Regions from separate parts of the Oryctolagus cuniculus genome. Here region 2 is linked to region 1. The links are chromatin contacts, called in public Hi-C maps. All regions are on one chromosome and are shown on one strand. The core of a region is the stretch at or near the end of the contact, and the rest is flanking DNA. Distances in the headings are between cores, read along the strand shown. Region 1 holds the start of PGK1 (phosphoglycerate kinase 1). Region 2 holds the start of MAGT1 (magnesium transporter 1).

Region 1 (3,497 bases), core at 709-3,208:
TTCCTGTCCTGTCACTGTTTCAGATCAGTACTGATGAAGTTCAATGTTCTCATCTATAAAACAGAGATGGCAATAGTAGCTACTTCACAAAGCTATTGTGTGGAGTAAACGAGTCGTCTATGTTCAGCCCTCAGCAGTGTCTAGCAAATAGTAGGTGCTTAATAATTGGGAAACACTGTTAAGTGCAGGCTCTCAGACTGTATGCTGCTTGTTTCCTGGCTGATGTCTTTTGTTGCAATTCCATTTTATCAAAAAAGAATGGCTTGGCCTATCTCTCTGCTTCCTCACATGTTCTGCCATCCATCACTCTCATCAGACCCCAGAGTAATGGTGCTGCCTGATCTTGGGCTGTAAGCCTCCAATGCTGTGAACTGAAATAAACTCCTCTTTTATAAGCTAGCTTTTCTCAGGTATTGAAGTTACAGCGACAAAAAATTGACTAATACAAAATTTATCTTTAAATTCCACTTTTTATGAACGTTTTGAAATACTCTAAGCTTCTAGGTCTTTGAGAGACAAATTAAACATTTTTTTCCTAATCATGCAAACAATTAAAAAAAACTGACACGTGGCAGGTGCTGTGGCGTAGTGGGCTAAGCTGCTGCCTGTGGTGCCAGCATCCCATACAGGTACTGGTTCATGTCTGGGCTGCTCCACTTCTGATCCAGCTCTCTGCTAATAACCTGGGAAAGCAGTGGAACATGGCCCAAGTCTTTGGGCCCCTGCACACATGTGGGAGACCCAGAAGAAGCTCCTGGCTTCAGATCAGCTCAGCTCTGGCCGTGTCAGCCATTTAGGGAGTAAACCAACAGATGGATGTCCTTTCTCTCCGTCTCACCCTCTCTCCATCCGTAACTCTCTCTCTCAAATAAATAAAAACATCTTTGAAAAAAAAATGGCTTTCCACTACCACGATAACCCAGATGGAATGAACAAAGTGCTAGATATACCCACAATTGATCATGAGAAGGCCAGGAGGGTCATCTGGGCCTCGAATGTAGACTCATTTAGAAGGAACTCCAAGAAGTTATTTCCTAGTGAGGTTTACCATTATAAACAGGGACAGGCTCAAAAGAAATGGATGTGCACCTTGTAATTTTAAATTGTGTCTTGCAATAAAACTTATCTGGACCTCAAATGCCAAGTGTGGGAATTTTTGCTTCAGATTCGATTTACTTCATTCCAGCTGACTGGAAGCATGCTGGACACAGAGTACCTAGTTCCTAGCAGTGGCGTCTGAAATACAGTTTAGTTTATGGACCCTAGATCCGGATGGTCTAGGTTTGAAATCTATTACACATTCTGAGACCCTGAGCTAAATCTTTGTGCATCACTTAGCTCGCCTGCAAAATCAGGATGACAGTTTATCGCAAGTTTTACGAGCACTGCATTCCTTAATACATGAACAAATGCTATATGGGTTTGCCCTAGCATTAACCACGTAGTAACCGGAACAATTACATTGAGCTTTTCATTCTAAACAAAAGGAGGAAGGCAGGGGGATCTGGATCTTTCCTGACTTCTGAGAGGTCTGTATTAATAAATAAGGGCTTAGTATCACAATTCCATTTGGAGGAGCCATACGGAGGTGGTATTTGCATTGATCCTGTTAGGGTTGCCTGGAATTCCATGGCGTCATAGGCCTGCTCAGCGCTGCGGCTGTTCTGAGCACAGCTCCGGGGACGGTGGCAGAGGCCGCTGCCTCGGGCCTGGCACACTCTCCGCCCGCCCCTCGGCACCACTCGGCCCCTTCCGCACCACCTCCGGGGCCCCGCGACAACGCCGCAGCTCCACCCCTAGTCGGGAAGATTCCCTGCTGTCGCTGCGTGCCGGACGTGACAAATGGAAACTGCACGTCCCACCAGTGCCCTCGCAGACAGACAGAGCCTCGGAGCAATGGCATCGCATCCGCCCCTTCGGGCTGCGGCCAATACCCGCTGCTCTGCTCGGCGCGCCCAGAACAGCAGCCGGGAAGGGGCGGGCGGGAGGCGGGGCTTCGGGCACGTCGTGGACCCGGTCCCGGGCGGCGCGGCTCCCAGTCTGCTGCACGCGTCCGGCCTGATCGCACGTTGCCTGCTCTCTTATCCCCATCCCGCCGCTGCCTGAGACCCCGGCCTCTCGCCTCTGCTCAGTCGCCAAGATGTCACTTTCTAACAAGCTGACTCTGGACAAGCTGGACGTGAAGGGGAAGCGAGTCGTGATGAGGTAATAACACGTTGGTACCCGCACGCCCTCGGCCTCTGCCGCAGCCTTTCTGGCCAGGGCTGACTTTTTCCCTTGGCTGCCCAAAGTTGCTTGTAGCCTTCAGCCGGGGCTCAGGGGTGCTAGGCTTGCAGGGCGAGGCTGCTGTCCGTTGTGGCTGGGACGGATTTGAGGTTTGTAACTGCATTTTTGCCCGCTGAGAAAGCGGCTGTAGTCACTCTTTGGGCGTGGATTCCACTGAGTGAGTGAGGGTTCTGATTGCCAGGACTCGTTTTGCTCTCTTTTTTATTCTTGAAATGCAATTCTGTCGCCTCCAGCTCCTAGTCGGCATGGTGGGACTTAATGCTTATCCCGCAAATCTGTAGGCCCCAAGAAAGGGACCTTGAAAGGTCATTGGGTAAAATTTCCCTTCCCCCACGGCCCCAGACCATCCCAGACGAAAGAGAAATGGCTCCCATTTCAGAGGTCCCTGCACAAAGGGATACCTTTCCCAGAGGATGCCGATTTAAATATTCAGTAGAACGCCTCTGAAGAATTGGGGGTGGGAGGGTGGGGAGGGGCGTACCAGAGGAGGCCTTGCAAAGCTTATGTAACAGGCCGCTGTCGCCGTACCTTGTAGGACTCCAGGCCCCGAGGTGTGCATCACAGTTGTGACACATGCTGGGTAATGGGAGAGCAGGGTGTGGCTCCTCATATTTGCTGTTCTCCAACCTCACACTACATGTTCTAGAGGAGTTGGGTATTAGAATTGGGGAAGGCTTTTCATGCACTTTGGGGTCTCTTGCTCTGCACATGTGGATCCCAGGTTACTTACCAACATGGCTTCTCGCTTATATGCCAGAATTCCTAGTGTGATGTATGAAATTTTTACATTTCTTCTTTTTGTAACTTTGCCCGGAGCAAAGTGTAAGAGGATGGTTAGGTGGGTTACTAAAGCACCAGCCCGTGATATATCTTGGCTACCTCCAACAGTGGGCTTTTGAAGGGTTTCAGGGGCTTGGATTAATTGTGTTGTGCAGCACTGACCTTTTCGAGAAGTGGTTGATTGATGGACAGGCAGATGAATGGTGTGATCCAGCCCTTTTCCCATTTTGGGCAGGTTCAAGTGAGGGCACTTACGGATGTTAGCAGACACATAAGGCAAGTGAGGATCTCCCTCCCCTAGCTTTAAACATTTGAGGGTACTTAAGACTTAAGAGAATTGTATAGATACTCTAAAAAGTTCACATAGCTCTCTTTCCCTATAAAATTATTATGGCCAATATGGGTTTATAGATGGTCTTTTCTGCCTTGCT
Region 2 (3,241 bases), core at 323-2,822, 220 kb before region 1:
TGCCCAGAAATAGCTACTGTTAAAGGACTGTTATGTCCTTAACAGAGGTTTCTTTATACATATTACATACATATACACTTACTTATAGGGATTTTTGTGTTTTTTTAAACATAAAAGAATTCCTTGATATAAAATTATATATTGCATTGCAGCTTGTTTTCCACTTAAGAATGGTTTAGGACTCTCCTTCCAAAAGCACATCAATGTCTAGTTCCAATGTATGGTTCTGCATACATTCACCATACTTTTAATAACTACATATTTTATTTTCCTTTTGCCAGTCTAATTAATAACATACTGACTGTTGTTTTAGCTTGCTTATTTTTTCTTCTTAAAGAATCGTTCAAACGCTCAGAAACATACTTTCTGTCTGAATCCAGCTCAAGTTGACAAGCATTTGAAATGTTTAACCAGTATTCTAAAGGTACGTGTATGGATCTCGGGTACTAGAGGAAACAGAACGCACAGGAAATAGTATTAGACTAACAGACCTAGCGCTTTACCCCTTCTCTGCCGGTAATTAAGTGAGCAAATTGAGGGTTTGTATTTTTTTTTCACCCATAAAATTAGAAGGTTAAACACAGTGTTAAAATTTTCTGCCTGGATCGTTTAGTGGTGAGTAAAGAATATTGTTATTTCCTGCACTCCGCAAAGCCTGTAAATCACAAGGAGGGATCTCAGTTTTGTTCATTTATGTCCATCACCCAATTTAGAACAGTGCCTAGCACGTTTGATTTTTGTTAAACGATTGAAAATGGTTTAAGGGCTTTCGATCTAGTAAATTGCTTTGAAATCATTATCTGGACAATGTAATCAAATTGGCATAATTTCACTCTGGTCTAAGTCTCACACTCCAGAAGAGAAAACGCTACAGAATAGGCAGCTCTTATACATAGTTGAATTTGCTGACAGCAGAAAAGAATTTCTCATAATCTGCCTCTTGGACCTCAAAGCAAACTCCCACTGCCAACACTCGATGTGGCCCCCAACTCACAGTAGTGTCAAAACTCATAGATGTACATTCACAGGCCTATAGAAGCCAGCTTGCTCCCCGACTCCACTCTCAGACTGTATTCCCAGAAAACAAGGAGTTACAGTTCCTTCTCTCGCGAATCCAACAACTCCCCAGACGGCGGAACTGAAGCCACCAAAGGACAGAAACTGGCGGGGAAGGGCGAGCGGGAAGGAGCAAAAAGATCCTCTCAAGCCCAGCGATTGTGAAAAGCCCCTGTTGCTGGAAACCGCGTCCTCACCTCCTTCTTTCTTTGGGCAGAAGCCAAAGGAACCTCGTAAATGAGCAGCAGCGCCACCGCCATGGTCGCAGAGGCGCACCAGAACCACCGAGGCGCTGCCATGTTCGTAGCTCTCCCTTTCGCCAGCGAAAACTTTCCTCTGACTGGGCCTGAAGGTGGGGCGTGAGAACAGCAAACCGGCCCCTTGCCTTTTCTGATTGCTTCAGCTCAGCCCTGCCTGGCGACCCCTCACATTACGTCACAGCGCGCTACTGCTAGCCGCCCGCTAAAACACAGTTCACTTCTAATTGGTCCCGGTTAGCCAATCGAAAAAGGACAATCTGGAGGCTTTTTATTGGACCGCTGAAGATAATGGGCCGCCCCTTGCATTTTCGTAAGGAAGTCGTGTCTTGGGCTCTTCAAAAAACGCATGCGCAGTTCTGAATCGTTGCGGCTTTTTTTTTCTTCTGTCCAAAATGGCTTGAGGTTGCTAAAACGGAATCTTTCTCTCACAATCGTTTAGAAGTCCTTGAGAACTGCCTCTTTCATATAATATTTAGAAAAATGAGACCTAGCCACGTGAGTGATAGCAGCTATCTTTGTCCCTCATCCTCCCATGAAAAGACTTTAAATCAAAATGAAAATCACTAAAAGTAGGAAAGCAAAATTCTTAATATCACTAAAGGAGATTTTAAAAACGATATAGGAACAAGAGCTTATTGAATGCCGTCTGTGTGCCAGGAGTTGGGCTAGGAGCACTGGAAAAAGAGGACATCAAAAATTTATTTTCAAAACTTTTTGATTATTTATGGCAATTTTTAAAAATTAAACTCTGTTATGTACTACTTAAAGTACCAGCAAGGACATAATTAAGGGTTATAGACAGCTAATGCCTTCTACTTATTATTTTATTTTGAGGAGGGGTGCAAAACTAAGGTTGTAAAGAAGCATGATCTTGGGACTGATGCTGTGGCATAGCAGGTAAAGTCTGCAGTGCCGGCATCCCATATGGGCACCAGTTTGAGTCCTGGCTGCTCCACTTCCAATCCAGCTCTCTGCTTGGCCTGGGAAAGCAGTAGAAGATGGCCCAAGTCTTTGGGCCCCTGCACCCATGTGGGAGACTCGGAAGAAGCTCCTGGCTCCTGGCTTCAGATCAGCTGAGCTCCAGCCATTGCGACCATTTGGGGAGTGAACCAGCGAATGGAAGACCTCCTCTCCCCATCCCGATAACTCTGCCTCTCAAATAAATAAATAAATAAATCTTAAAAAAAAACTGTGGTGCTTTTACTACAAAATAATCATATGTCCAAGAAGGAAAAATAGCAAAATAAAATCAGTCTACCCATAATTTGGATTTATTTTGATGGTGCACAACTGAGTATATGACTATTCTCTTAGGCCCTGCTGGAAAGAAAATACCCATAGGAAAAGAATAATCATCATGTTGGCAAGACCAGGATGACACTATGGAAAGAAAAAGAGCTGCTTCTGAAGTGGGAAGATGTGAAGTTAAGATATGAAAAAAATGCACAAAGTGGTTATGTATACTCATAATAAGAAAAAATGCAAAATATAGTAGTACACTCAGCTAGACTGTTTGATCCAATTACATAACATTTTGGAAAAGGTAAACTGATAGGGATGGAGAACAGAGTCACGGTGGAGGGGGTAGAGGGAGAGGTCTTCCATCTGCTGCTTTGCTCCTCAAATGGCCTCAATGGCCCGGGTTGGACTAGACTGAAGCCAAGAGCCAGGAGCTTTAATCCGGGTCTCCCAGGTGGGTAACAGGGCCCAAGCATTGGGCAATCTTCCACTGCTTTTCCCTGGCCATTAGCAGGGAGCTGGATAGAGAGTGGAACAGCTGGGATATGAACTGGGGCTCATGCGGGCATTGCAGGCAGTAGCTTTATCTGCTATGCCATGACACTGGCCCCAAATTCATGTATTTTTTGAAAGGCAGGTAGAGAGTACTCTTATTTCCTGGTTCAGTCCCCAAATGTCCACAATGC

What was found. A called contact is a pair of places that touch in the nucleus more often than the background predicts.
Region 2: a Hi-C map of an unstated tissue shows a contact between it and region 1, with 2.8 times the contacts expected there. The contact joins the promoter of MAGT1 here to the promoter of PGK1 in region 1. A contact is called at or near these places in 2 of 6 Hi-C or Micro-C datasets (psoas muscle and an unstated tissue).

The regions. Positions count from the first base shown.
Region 1 is chrX:71,943,658-71,947,154 of mOryCun1.1, reverse strand. PGK1 (phosphoglycerate kinase 1) reads left to right here and starts at 1,958. Exons shown (of 11, transcript XM_002720132.5): 1 at 1,958-2,205. The coding sequence starts at 2,141.
Region 2 is chrX:72,166,645-72,169,885 of mOryCun1.1, reverse strand. MAGT1 (magnesium transporter 1) reads right to left here and starts at 1,572. Exons shown (of 10, transcript XM_008272956.4): 1 at 1,254-1,572. The coding sequence starts at 1,355.